2 separate regions of the Mustela erminea genome follow, and region 1 is linked to region 2. A link is a contact called in public Hi-C data. All regions are on one chromosome and are shown on one strand. Each heading gives the region's core, a stretch centred on a gene start, on an enhancer-like site or on the middle of the called end of the contact. The rest is flanking DNA. Distances are from core to core; before and after follow the strand shown.

Evidence for each region. A called contact is a pair of places that touch in the nucleus more often than the background predicts.
Region 1: a contact with region 2 is called in a Hi-C map of spleen, with 4 times the contacts expected there. The contact joins the promoter of XPA here to the promoter of NANS in region 2. A contact is called at or near these places in 2 of 3 Hi-C or Micro-C datasets (fibroblasts and spleen).

Annotation. Positions count from the first base shown.
Region 1 is chr12:32,894,290-32,896,989 of mMusErm1.Pri, reverse strand. XPA (DNA repair protein complementing XP-A cells) reads right to left here and starts at 1,419. Exons shown (of 6, transcript XM_032306627.1): 1 at 1,126-1,419. The coding sequence starts at 1,297. LOC116570139 (a long non-coding RNA gene) reads left to right here and starts at 2,246. Exons shown (of 3, transcript XR_004277294.1): 1 at 2,246-2,257; 2 at 2,294-2,295.
Region 2 is chr12:32,597,275-32,599,974 of mMusErm1.Pri, reverse strand. It overlaps NANS (sialic acid synthase), which reads left to right and starts at 1,350. Exons shown (of 6, transcript XM_032309027.1): 1 at 1,350-1,580. The coding sequence starts at 1,449.

The DNA.
Region 1 (2,700 bases), core at 170-2,669, 300 kb before region 2:
CAGAACCATTAAAAGTGGCTGGAATTTGCAGATTCAGGATGAATATCAAGACAGGCTGCCAGCCCCAGTTTCTTGTCATTCTTCCTTTCTTCTGGCTGAGGAAAAGGGGTAGCAGAGGACAGCTCCAAACTGTGCTCAATGACGCAAACACTATGGGATATAGCTTTAGGAACACATGTACTTCACATTACAGAGGCAGTCCTGAAGACCTGCATGTCATCTCAACTATTTTAAGTACCCTAGAGAAGATTATTACGGGACTACAGTGGAAAATTATGACAGAAACGTACATACATGAAAGACACACAGTCAAGGGCTGCCCTAAGAAAGGGGGAAGATAAAAATTAAGACAGAAGTAACAGCCTTTCTTCCTAAAAGTGAGACAGTGCCTGGAACAGAAGCAGCAGTTGGTAAAAAGGAAAGGCCGTGAACCAGTATCAGACCTCAATTCTAGTCCTGATTAGCTTATACACTTGCCGCTAAGAACCTGAGCAGATCCTTTTCCTTTCCTGGTCTTCAATTACCACCTCAGTAAAACACCAGTACCAAACGCTGCCCTAATCATTTCCCAAGGTAACAGTGAGAATCAAGTTAGTCAACTTAAAACATGTGAAACACAACAGGTGCCACACTTGAGAGCCTCATGAAGGCAGCAGCTCCCGCCTATTTGCCTCTCTCGGTGCCTGGCACGTAGCGAGCGGAACCAGAAAATGCACTCAATCGCCCTTTGTTGAGTGGATGAATTCCGGAGCGGTGCAGGAGGGCTGCGAACACGGGTCCCAAGGCTAAAAGCTTTACACAAAGACTGCCCCTGGGACCGCTGGACGCGCAGCTGGGAAGGGAAAGCTAAGGCGCCGACCAACACTGGCTGGCAGCTCCCGACGGTGAGGGCGGCTGCATCCCCCAAGTTTAAGAGGAGAGCTGGGCCACCCGAGTGCACCGAGGAAAGACCCGGGTCCAGCGCGGAACCGCTAGTGGCTATAGCCCGCTCTGAAAGAGCCCGCGGAGCAGATTCCCGGGACTGCGGGAGAACCGGTGCGCAGACGCGAGGGCAGCCGACGCTCCACCCGGAAGACGGCACCCGGCCCCCCCGAGGGAAGGGGCAGGCGCCGCCAGGGCCCAAACCTCCGGTAGCCGCCGCCGCTGTCGCCGGATAGGGCCGGGCCGCCAGCCGGGCCTGGCGCAGCATCAGCGCCCGCTGCCGCTTCCGCTCGATGCTCGCCCGCACCGAGGCAGGCAGCTCCGCCGGCGGTTCCGAGGCCGCCGGCTCCCGCGAAGCGTCCCCGGCAGCCGCCATCTCCAAGCTCCCCGAGGGGCCGAAGCTTCAGCCCCGCGCCTGCGCATTAGCACGCCGTCCCGACGACGCCTGCACCGCCTCCGCGTGGACTCGACAGTACAGCCGGGGAGGAGAGCGCCTGCGCAATTTGAGGGCGTCGGGGCGGAAAGAAGGGCGTGGCGGAGTTTGCGCAGGCATTGGGGCCGGGAATACCTGCTGGAATGTAGTCTAGAAGGGGCGGGGCTGAGGTCAATTTTCAGGACCTGGTCATCTTTAAAATAATAGTCTTGCTTAGAGGTTCAAAATACGGGCTTTGGAGTCAGATCTGGGTTAGGTTCTAGCTCTGACATTTACCATTGGTTGCTGGAACAAGTTATGTAACCTCAGTTCGGTTTCTTCGGTAGGAAAAAAACGAGGATAATTACCGAACCACTTCCTGGGTTGTTAGAAAGATGAGCTGTAAAGGTTTTCAGCACAATGCCTGGCATATAGGAAGCTTCCAAAAAATAATAGCAGGTAGTAGCGGTAGTAGTGCCTGTCAAAAAAAAGATCAATGGATGATTCACCTGACTACTTCGAAAGTATGTCCTAGGGGCCAGAGCCTTAGATTTGAAATGGGAACCCCTGAATTCAAAACTCTCGCCTGCTGTGTGATATCAACCAAATGTAGCCCCTGGTATCAAAGCTGGTGTGCATGAACTTGGCTATATTTTCCATGAAATATTCCTTAAGTGTGGATGAAAAGCCACCAGGTAGACAGTGGGTTTGTATTTGGGCCAAATCCTGACTTCCCAAAGGTGTCGTAAATGGAGCATTTTGCAAGAAACATTGCTTGCTTTCCCAAGAATGTATGCCTTTTCTTTTTTAATTACAAATGAAGTTTAATTAAACCAGGAAACCGGAAACACATTGTTTTAATTACTACGTATACCATTTAGGTCTAGTTTTCAGAACAGTCTGGCACACTGAGGTTTCATATTTGTTTTCCTTGGTTAAAATTTGAGTAGCACAATCTAGTGGTTCTAATCTATTGATCATATATATATATATATATATATATATATATTTTTTTTTTTTTAAAGCTGGAGAACATTATAAAAAGCAGATAAATGCTCAGATCTTCTGGTTGAACTGGAGACGGAGACCTCAAGTAATCCCTGTTCCCTTTCTCCTCAGATCCCCTTCTCTTCCTAACCATTGACCTTGTCCAGGTGACAAAATCTCAAATTCCATATAACACCAAAAGCACAAACAACAAAAGAAAAAAAACAGATAAATTAGACTTCATCAAAATTGAAAGCTTTTGTACATCAAAGAACAACATTAAGAAAATAAAAAAGGTAACTCACGGAATAGTAGAAAATATTTGCAAATCATGTATTGGGGAAGGGCCTAGTATCCAGAATACATAAAGAAATTTTACA
Region 2 (2,700 bases), core at 101-2,600:
TACAGCATTACCTTAATTTACTGAAAGCTTTTATTTAATCACAAATAACATCAGCCTAACTTGCTTTTGTGGGATGGTTGTATTTTAATTAATTAGTAAGATTTTATTTATTTAATTTAGAGAGAGTGAATGCAAGCAAGAGGGTAGGGATGGTTTAGGGGGCAGAAGGAGAATCTCAAGCAGACTGTGCGCTGAGCCTGACAGGGCTCAGTCTCGCAACCTCAAGATCATGACCTGAGCCAAAATCAACCAACTTGAGCCAGCCAGGTGATTGTATTTTTACAAGATCATGACCTCAGCCAAAATCAAGAGTCGGGTGCTTAACCAGTTGAGCCAGCCAGGTGATTGTATTTTTAAATGTATTTCTCCTTTTTTGCTTTTAAACTTAATTTTCCCTCATTCACAAATTACTCAAAACCATAATGGTTTTCTTTAGCACAAGTAGTACTGAGTTACTTTATTGCTGGGTTTGATTTTCTCTGGACTCAGGGTCTGAGTCTCTTGGCCTCCCAAGGTGCCCTTCTTCACAACCCCTCAACTCTGGTTCCCTGTCTAGGCCATGGTGCATTTTCCATCTGCTTTTAACACTAAATGTTCCCCAGAAAAGGTCTATTTTAGTCCCTTCTGTTTCATCTTCCTTGGCCAGCGGCTTCCTGATCCCCAAATCTGCTGGTGTCTTTGTTGTTATTCTCCTGGACTACTTTAGGCTTTTGATCCTGTGGGTCTCCCTGCCTTAGGACCACCCTGGTTCTGTCACCTGCTCTAGTCTCTTTTCCATTCTGTCACCTGCTCTAGTCTCTTTTCCATTCCTGCTGAGGCAGCGGCCCAAGCTCATTCCTCGCTGCTCATCCAAGCTGTTCATCCGCTTACTGAAACCTTACTACAGGACAAGCACCGTGATCAGGGTTTTCCATACATCATCTCACGAACCTATATAATTCCCCCATTTCGGGGAAAAGGAAAATAACGTTCAGGAAGACTAAAGACTAACGTATTCACGATCAAGAACCGGTTAGTGGCAGCACCTGTGCTCAAAGCAGCTCTAATTCCAACTCCCAAATTCATTTTTTCCATTACACCGCAGGGCGCGCTCTCCCCGAGCCCAAGGCAGCCGTCTTCCCCGCTCCATTCCTCTTAGGAGAATGTTGGCTCACAGGTGAAGCAGAGAGGCCGCGACCCCCCGGGCCTCGCTACCAGCCCGGGAACCTGGAGCCGGGCTGAAGAGAACCGAGCTTGATTTCCTCGTCCCGCCGCCCCGCCCCGCTCGCGGGAGGCTCCGCCCCTTTCCTCGATTGGCTGGCGGCAGCGAGTTGGGGCCCGCGGATTGGCTGCGCGGCCGCTGACTAACGTGGCGGAGTTGACGTGGCCGGGACGGCGCGTGGTTTCCCCACTGGGCCGCGGAAGGGACTCGAGGTGGGCGGTGGAGCGCCGAAACGCGAGCCGCAGCGATGCCGCTGGAGCTGGAGCTGTGTCCCGGGCGCTGGGTGGGCGGGCAGCACCCGTGCTTCATCATTGCCGAGATCGGCCAGAACCACCAGGGCGACCTAGAAGTGGCCAAGCGCATGATCCGCACGGCCAAGGTGAGGGCAGAGCCCGGGAGGGAAAGGGCGCCGGCCGGGGGCGGGGCCGGGAGCGGGGGGCGGGGCCGGGGGCCGGGGGCGGGGCCGCGGGAGAGCCTGCGGCCGGGAGCCGGGACTGCTGGGCTCTGCTTCTGTCCGTAGCCCGCGTGCGGCCCGATGTCCCGCTCGCCAGTTCCGTTTCTAAATCTCTGGAATCCTGCTCATCCCTCCCCACCCTCCTCACTGGTCCGCGTTCCTGCGGTTGCCGCCCAACCCGACCTTTGCCCGCTCCTGGTGGCAGAATAATCTTCCTTAAACAGAGGTTTGGTCAGGTCGTACCCCTGCCTCACACCTTCACTGGCTCCCCATTGTCCACGGGTGGAGTTGAAACCCTTGAACATAGCCTTCAGGACCTTAATAACCTGGTTCCTTCCTGCCTGCCATTTTTCGTTTCTGACCTCTTTCAGCGACACTGAGTTACTTCCAGCGAGTTCTGAAGCACCTGGAAGTTGCTGTCGTCTTTTCATTTGGCATTGCTTGTGTTTGGAAAGTGAGACAGTTAAAATGCCAGGGCTCTGGGTTCAAATTCAGCGGCCACCACTTACCAGCTGTGTGAACGCGGGCCGGCTGCTAAACCTCTGCGAGCCTCAGTTTCATCATTTGAAGGTCGGGTTGATAATAGTACTTAACCTCAGAGTTGTAAGGCTCAAATGGGATGATTTATTTAAAGCTCTAAGCACAGTACTTGCTGAGGACTCAATAAATGTTAGCTATTAGCAGTAGGAGGTTTAGGAATATTCAGTGCTCCGTCTTGGCAAATTTCTATTCCTGTACAGGTCTACTTGGATGCTTTTTCCAATCCTTCCCCACAAGGCTGGCTCTCATCTATCTCTCCTCAAGTTGCATTGTCACTGTCCACGCTTCTTGCTCTCTCTCTTCTGGTTCACTCCGTCTTTTTTCCCCCGCTTCCCTTCCGTGAAAGCTGTTCCCCTGTCATCAGTGTGATTAGGTATTTATCTTGTTCTTCTTTCAGGACTAACTTGCTTTTCTGGAAGCCTACTGAATCATAAAAAAATACTTTTAAAGAGTGACAGCTGCACTAAATGGACCAAATGTTTTATTTATTTATGAAAAGATTTTA